Linked DNA regions of Gossypium hirsutum: region 1 is linked to region 2. A link is a contact called in public Hi-C data. All regions are on one chromosome and are shown on one strand. Each heading gives the region's core, a stretch centred on a gene start, on an enhancer-like site or on the middle of the called end of the contact. The rest is flanking DNA. Distances are from core to core; before and after follow the strand shown.

The links. Hi-C and Micro-C count contacts between places; a contact is called where the count stands out from the background.
Region 1: a contact with region 2 is called in a Hi-C map of leaf, with 2.3 times the contacts expected there. The contact joins the promoter of LOC107958691 here to the enhancer-like site in region 2. A contact is called at or near these places in 12 of 34 Hi-C or Micro-C datasets (anther, callus, hypocotyl and 2 more).

Annotation. Positions count from the first base shown.
Region 1 is chrD13:48,989,683-48,992,561 of Gossypium_hirsutum_v2.1, forward strand. It overlaps LOC107958691 (proteasome subunit alpha type-2), which reads left to right and starts at 1,449. Exons shown (of 7, transcript XM_016894530.2): 1 at 1,449-1,493; 2 at 1,800-1,975; 3 at 2,254-2,330; 4 at 2,435-2,499. The coding sequence starts at 1,449.
Region 2 is chrD13:48,882,231-48,885,327 of Gossypium_hirsutum_v2.1, forward strand. No RefSeq gene overlaps it. Among protein-coding and RNA genes, the nearest start is that of LOC121225818, 46 kb to the left of the region's middle. Within about 2 kb of position 1,546, at least 7 of the 9 cell types and tissues checked have an H3K27ac peak or open chromatin away from gene starts, as enhancers often do. A contact at or near this core is called in leaf, where this site is marked.

The sequences.
Region 1 (2,879 bases), core at 199-2,698, 110 kb after region 2:
CTTAAACCTCATCAACTGTAAGAGACTCGCGAATATATAATCGTGTCTCTAAAGGTTGAATAAAATAGGGGCAACGAAAAAAAGTATAATAAACTGAACCTCTATGGCCTTCAAATCTGAGAGAATTTCTTTAAACACTATTAAGTGTTCATGCACAGACACACCTTCCACAAAAAGTTTATCAAGTTCCACAAATCAAATCTCCCAAAAAAATGCAAAATTGAAAATAACCTAGAGCCTAAGAAAAGGGAAAAAATAAAAACTGAAATTACAAAAAAAAATTATAAGGTATGAAAAGTTGTCCATAACAAGTGTTAAATAAGCTTATTTATAGAGTTAGGTTTGTCGTCATCCTCAACCCTAGGTCATCTGACACTCGTGTTTAATATTTTATTGTGTAGACCAAAATGCCCCAAGCTCGTAAGTATTTCTCGTATAGGACCGATGCCGTGACACCCTAGTGCTTGTGTCGCAACATTGAAGGTAGTATGCTCGTACTTAGGGTAGCTTTAGGGGTGTGTCACGACATCCCTTGGTTGTGTCGTGACACTGAAGGCAGTCTTGGAATGGTTGCTCTCTACTCTCTATGTTGAGACACCAAACTCCCCGTGTTGCAACACAACACCCAATATTGAGTTGGTATGCCTTTTAATTTTCTCCTACATACTCACAAAGTATATTAGCTCACCCTAAGGCCTCATTCGGCCCCTAAGGTCAATAAAAGACTCAAATTACACATTTTATTGAATGTAAATGAAATTCTAAAAACTCAACTAAAACATGATAAAATGCTTGTATTCAAGCTCCTTAAATGCAAAAGCTAGTTTAATCTGCTACATCCAATTACGACAAATCAGTCATGCATATACAGTAATAATTCAGACATTCAAATAATGAATTCCAATACTCATGTTATTAGGTTTCAATTGAGATAAATAAAACTCTAAAAACAGTTCGACGACTATTCAGGGACTAAACTAAGAAAATCATAAAATTCTGGCTAGAACTATGAAACAGGGGTCACACAGCCGTGTAACAAACTGTGTCCTTGTGGAAATTACAAAATTAAGCTACAGGGGAGACACGTCTATGTGGCAGGCCGTGTGAGATTCAAACTATCCTTGGATTCCAAAGGCATATGGCTATGTGAGGGGCCATGTGGTCCACCCGTGTGGCCCTAATCCTAGGCACAGTTTGCCCTGACTCGCTTGTAAAAGAACACACACCTTCCACCGGAAGCCCGAACAAAATCCCTCACATTCAAATATGATCGATGCACCTGACATAGGTCCTTCAAACAACATTTATACTCGAGTTACTGATTGGTTTCTAGATTCATCAAAATTATCGAAAGATTTGAAAAAAACGAGAAAGATTGTGTAATCAGATTATAAGTTTAATGTGGATAAGAGTTTTACAAAAAATAGAGTTTAAACATCGGGATTGAGATGTACTTCCCAAACTTAGATGAAAAGAATCAGATGCTATCAATGGTGTAATCGACAATTGGTAGGGAAAATGATTTAGTCGAGAATTGATTGTGATGCAGGAAGCAAAAATAATTTCAACAATGGAGAGAAAATATTATAAAAAGAGAAAGATGAAAAAGAAAAGGAGAAGGAAAAGGGAAAAGACTACAAAAATTTTGTTTGGTTAAGAAAAGGAAGTCAAAATTCAAATGTAATTAGGAAAAGGGCTAAATACTTAGAGCATGTTTGGTTGGGGAATAGGAATGCATTCCCCCTATTCCCTGGGCCCACCACCAAACAGACGTTTGCTTGGGTGTAATTCTATTACAGCCCTATTCCCTTCCGTGTCTATTACTGATATTGGCTGTAATAGCCATTCTGAGTTTGAAGCGGGGAATAGAGATTCCCCATCAATTCCCAATTTTATTTTCCTTTTTCTGCCCTCATCCTCTCCCGACGTTTTCCAATTTTTTCCCTTCCAGATTTCTACTTCTTCTTCTGGTACGGTACGTTTCTTTTCTTCTCACATTTCTTTTCTTTTCTCTATTTTCTTTTCTCCAGATTTCTACTTCTTCTTCCAAATTTTTTTCCCTGTTTTTCTTTTCTTTTCTTTTTTGTAAAATCGATTTTGATTTTGATTTTGTTTTTCTTTTGGTTTTGCTTGCGCTCAAATCTGGAATATTTCTTTTCTATAATGTTTTCATCGCTTTATAGCTTTGTTAATGTACTATATTTCATAATTTTTTTAGAACAAAAGTTCTTTTTTTGTTGTGTTCTTGAACAGTCCTTCAGGAAAGCTAGTTCAGATCGAGCACGCCTTGACAGCAGTAGGATCGGGTCAAAGATCTCTTGGAATCAAAGGTTTCGTTGTTTTCTTTTTAAAAAAGGGTTTTGGAATTTTAGAAGTAGTAAAAAAGTTACTGATGGTTTTGATTTTTATGCTAATAAATGGTTTTAAATTACAGCTGCTAATGGGGTAGTAAATGCTACTGAGAAGAAATTGCCTTCAATCTTGGTTGATGAAACCTCTGTGAGTATATTATTTAGTACCATACACTCACACTTTCTATCTGCATTTGAATTTCTAGATTTTCCCATGTTACATCGACCTCGGTGTCAATATGACCTTGGGTATTGGGTTTACCAAAAATTAAGGAATGGTTGAATGCACTCACTTCCTAGCAATAGAAACATGCAATGCTTGTACTTGCTTAATTACATTTAGCTTTTGTTTTGAGAAAATATGTGAGGCTCTACGTTATCATGTAAAAGATAACTGATAATTGATGATGCTTTAGTTTTCTTTTCCTGGTAGAATTAGTTAGTTCTTTTGAAGCAATTCAACTTTATAATGTATGAAGATTAAAAGCCTAGGGTATTCAATTTCTAGTTCCATGCTGATGATTTTTT
Region 2 (3,097 bases), core at 296-2,795:
GCAAGGTTGGCGTCTCATTAATTTTCCAAATTCTTTGTTAGCCAGAGTTTTGAAAGCTAAATATTTCCCACATTCAAGTTTCTTAAATGCAGAGTTGGGGAATTTACCTTCATTTACCTGGAAGAGCATCTGGGCAGCAAGAGGACTCCTCCAAAGAGGGTTGGGTTGGAGAGTTGGTAAAGGTAATAGCATTTCTATTTGGGAAGACAATTCAGGGGATCGATAAGGTGGATGAACAAAATAGAACAAACAGAAGGGAACTACAATTAGTTTCAGACCTCATTGATAATTCAAGCAGAAAATGGAAGTCAGACTTAATTAATAGTACCTTTCAAGAAGATATTGCTCGGAAGATTCTACAAATTCCCCTGGCAGAGACCGAACATGAGGATATTCAGGTGTGGAGTGGAGAACTATCTGGTGAGTTTTCAGTACGTAGTGCCTATAAACTATTACAAGATGCTTCTGCAGCCAATGACTACTTATTACAGACCGAAATAAAAAAATTTTACAAAAAATTATGGGGCCAACAATTGCCATCAAAAATTGCAATTACAATTTGGAGGATTTCATGGGATTATATCCCTCATTTTGGAAATCTCAGATTAAGGAGGGTCATTTCAACTGCCTGTTGTCCACAATGTAACTCTAGAGTTGAAGAGAGTCTTCATGTTTTCCGAGAGTGTCCTTTCATAAGAGAAGTGTGGCAATCATTAAATTTATCATGGGTTATGGAGAATACGAGTCAGAATATATGGGAGTGGCTAACCTGGGTATTCAAGAACAGCAACTATAACCTGTGTCGGCTTTTTTGTTATGCATTATGGTTGATATGGTCCTTTAGAAACAAACTCATTCACGAGGGGAAAAATTCAACAGGAAGGGGGTTAGCTCAGAATATTCAGCGACACATGGCAGAATATGAAGGAATTAATGTTGTGAAGAAAACTGAGAGAATTTCCAGGAGTCACAGAATACAGAAGAACGTACCAAGATTATCGATCAAATTTGATGCAGCACTGGACAGTAGAACTTTCAAATCAGCGACTGGATTAGTAGGTTGGGATATGAGGGGAAATCTACTGGTGTTAAAAATGGTTATCCACAGAAATGTTCCCTCACCATTCGCAGTAGAGGCATATGCATGTTTGGAAGACATGAAATTAGGGATTGCATTAGGATCTCAGTCAGTTAGAATCATGGGAAACTCAAAAACAGTCATAAAGAAGAGCAAGGTGACTTCAACAGACAAATCGGTGATCAGTGCCATTATAAAAGATATTCAGAACAAGAAATCTTAGTTTCAAGATCTTACTTTTCAACACATTGATAGATCAGAGAACACACATGCACATGGTCTAGCAAAGAAAGCTCTTGTGAAAGAAGAAAACATTTACCTGATAAGAGAAGAACTGGAACGTCATATTTCAACTTTGGATGAAGATTGGCAAAGAAATCCGGATTGAAGAAATGGGTGAAGGAGCAGTATCCAATACAGATAGCTTAATGATGTTTAAATCTGTGGGGAAGAGCTATCGACAGAGCAGATGGGACCTTGGAAATGACTCTTCAATAGCCTTGATGGTATCTAGCTGTTCTGAATTTGACTGGGATAGGTTTTCATTCGGTTTATTTTATTTTCATTTAATGCTTTTGTTTTCTTTTAATTATCTAGCTTTGATTGACGTTTTCTAGGGGGTTTTTCTTTCCTGGCTGTTTAGGAAAAAATTTATGTTGTTTCTTTCTCTGTTTGTTGCTTTGACTTTGGGCCCTTTGATTTAGGCTGATTGGATTGTTCTTTTTAATTCATTATAAATACCCAGTCATTCTTTCAAAAAAAAAAAAAAAGTAAGGTTGCACTACCCTCACACACCCACCATACTATTTTTATTTCCATTTCCATTTTATAAAATGGAAAATTTTCACTTTTAGTCCCTTTGATATACTCAAATTTGAGATTTAGTCATTATACTGTAATTTCTAACATAAGTTGCTCTCTCTATTTTTATAATATCATTAATTAGTTTAAATATTTAATATCGTTAACTTTTCAATTAAATTATTACGTGGTTTTATATAATTACAAAGTGAATTTTAAAATTCAAAAAGTAGAGGGATTAAATTCTTAAAAATAAAAGTAGGAGGATTAAATTCCAAATGTATGAACTGTAGAGACTTAGAGTCATGGTTGTTTGAACCGGATCGAATTGGCCAAAATACCGGTCTGAAAAGAGACATCAGATCGATTTGTCCACGAATTGATAGGCTAAAAATCTATTGAATCGATTTTTTATTTTTTTATAATTTTTCTATAATTTATTTAATCAAATTGTACAACTAATAAATTGACCAATTTAACCATTGATTCAATTAAGAAAACTTAACTTAAACTATATTTTAATATTCAAACTTTTATTTTATAATTAAAACAAATAAAGAATTAACTCAACGCAAAAACAATCCCTTTAATTATACCAATGCATCATCGCATTATTTTAGACATTCTTTGATGTTTTCAAGAGTATTCAATCTTAAATTCACTCATGTTGGCAGGCAGTGACTTTTATGTTTATATTCATGAAATATTTTTATTATTGAAGTTCAGATCACATTAATATTTCCCTCTTTTCTGTTTTTTCCTAATAATTTTTTTCTTAACAAATAAAATTTTATTAATAAACGTGCAAAGCACCAAAGAAAAGTACAAAACTCCAAAAAAGAATAACAAAATCAAACAGAACATGATTCCAAAAAAGGAATACAATGAAACAAAACCTAAGAAATGACGCTCTCAATGCTTTGGATCCCTTAGCCTCTCACTTTCAGCGTACTCAAATCATAATCTCATCAAAATCTTCACGAAACAAGCCCAACTCCAAAACCAACAATCTCCCATTTGGAGACGCACCAAGCCTTTGAAAACAAATAAAGAGAACTAAACTCAACATTAAGCAATTTACCTGGTTCCGTGTTACTATTGCAATTGAAAAGGGTTTTAAAAAATTTCTTAATTTTAAGTGTTAGGCATTGTTACCGAATTTTTGTAAATGTTAAAATATCTCTTTTAGATAGGATAGAAAATAAAAAATTAGTTAAA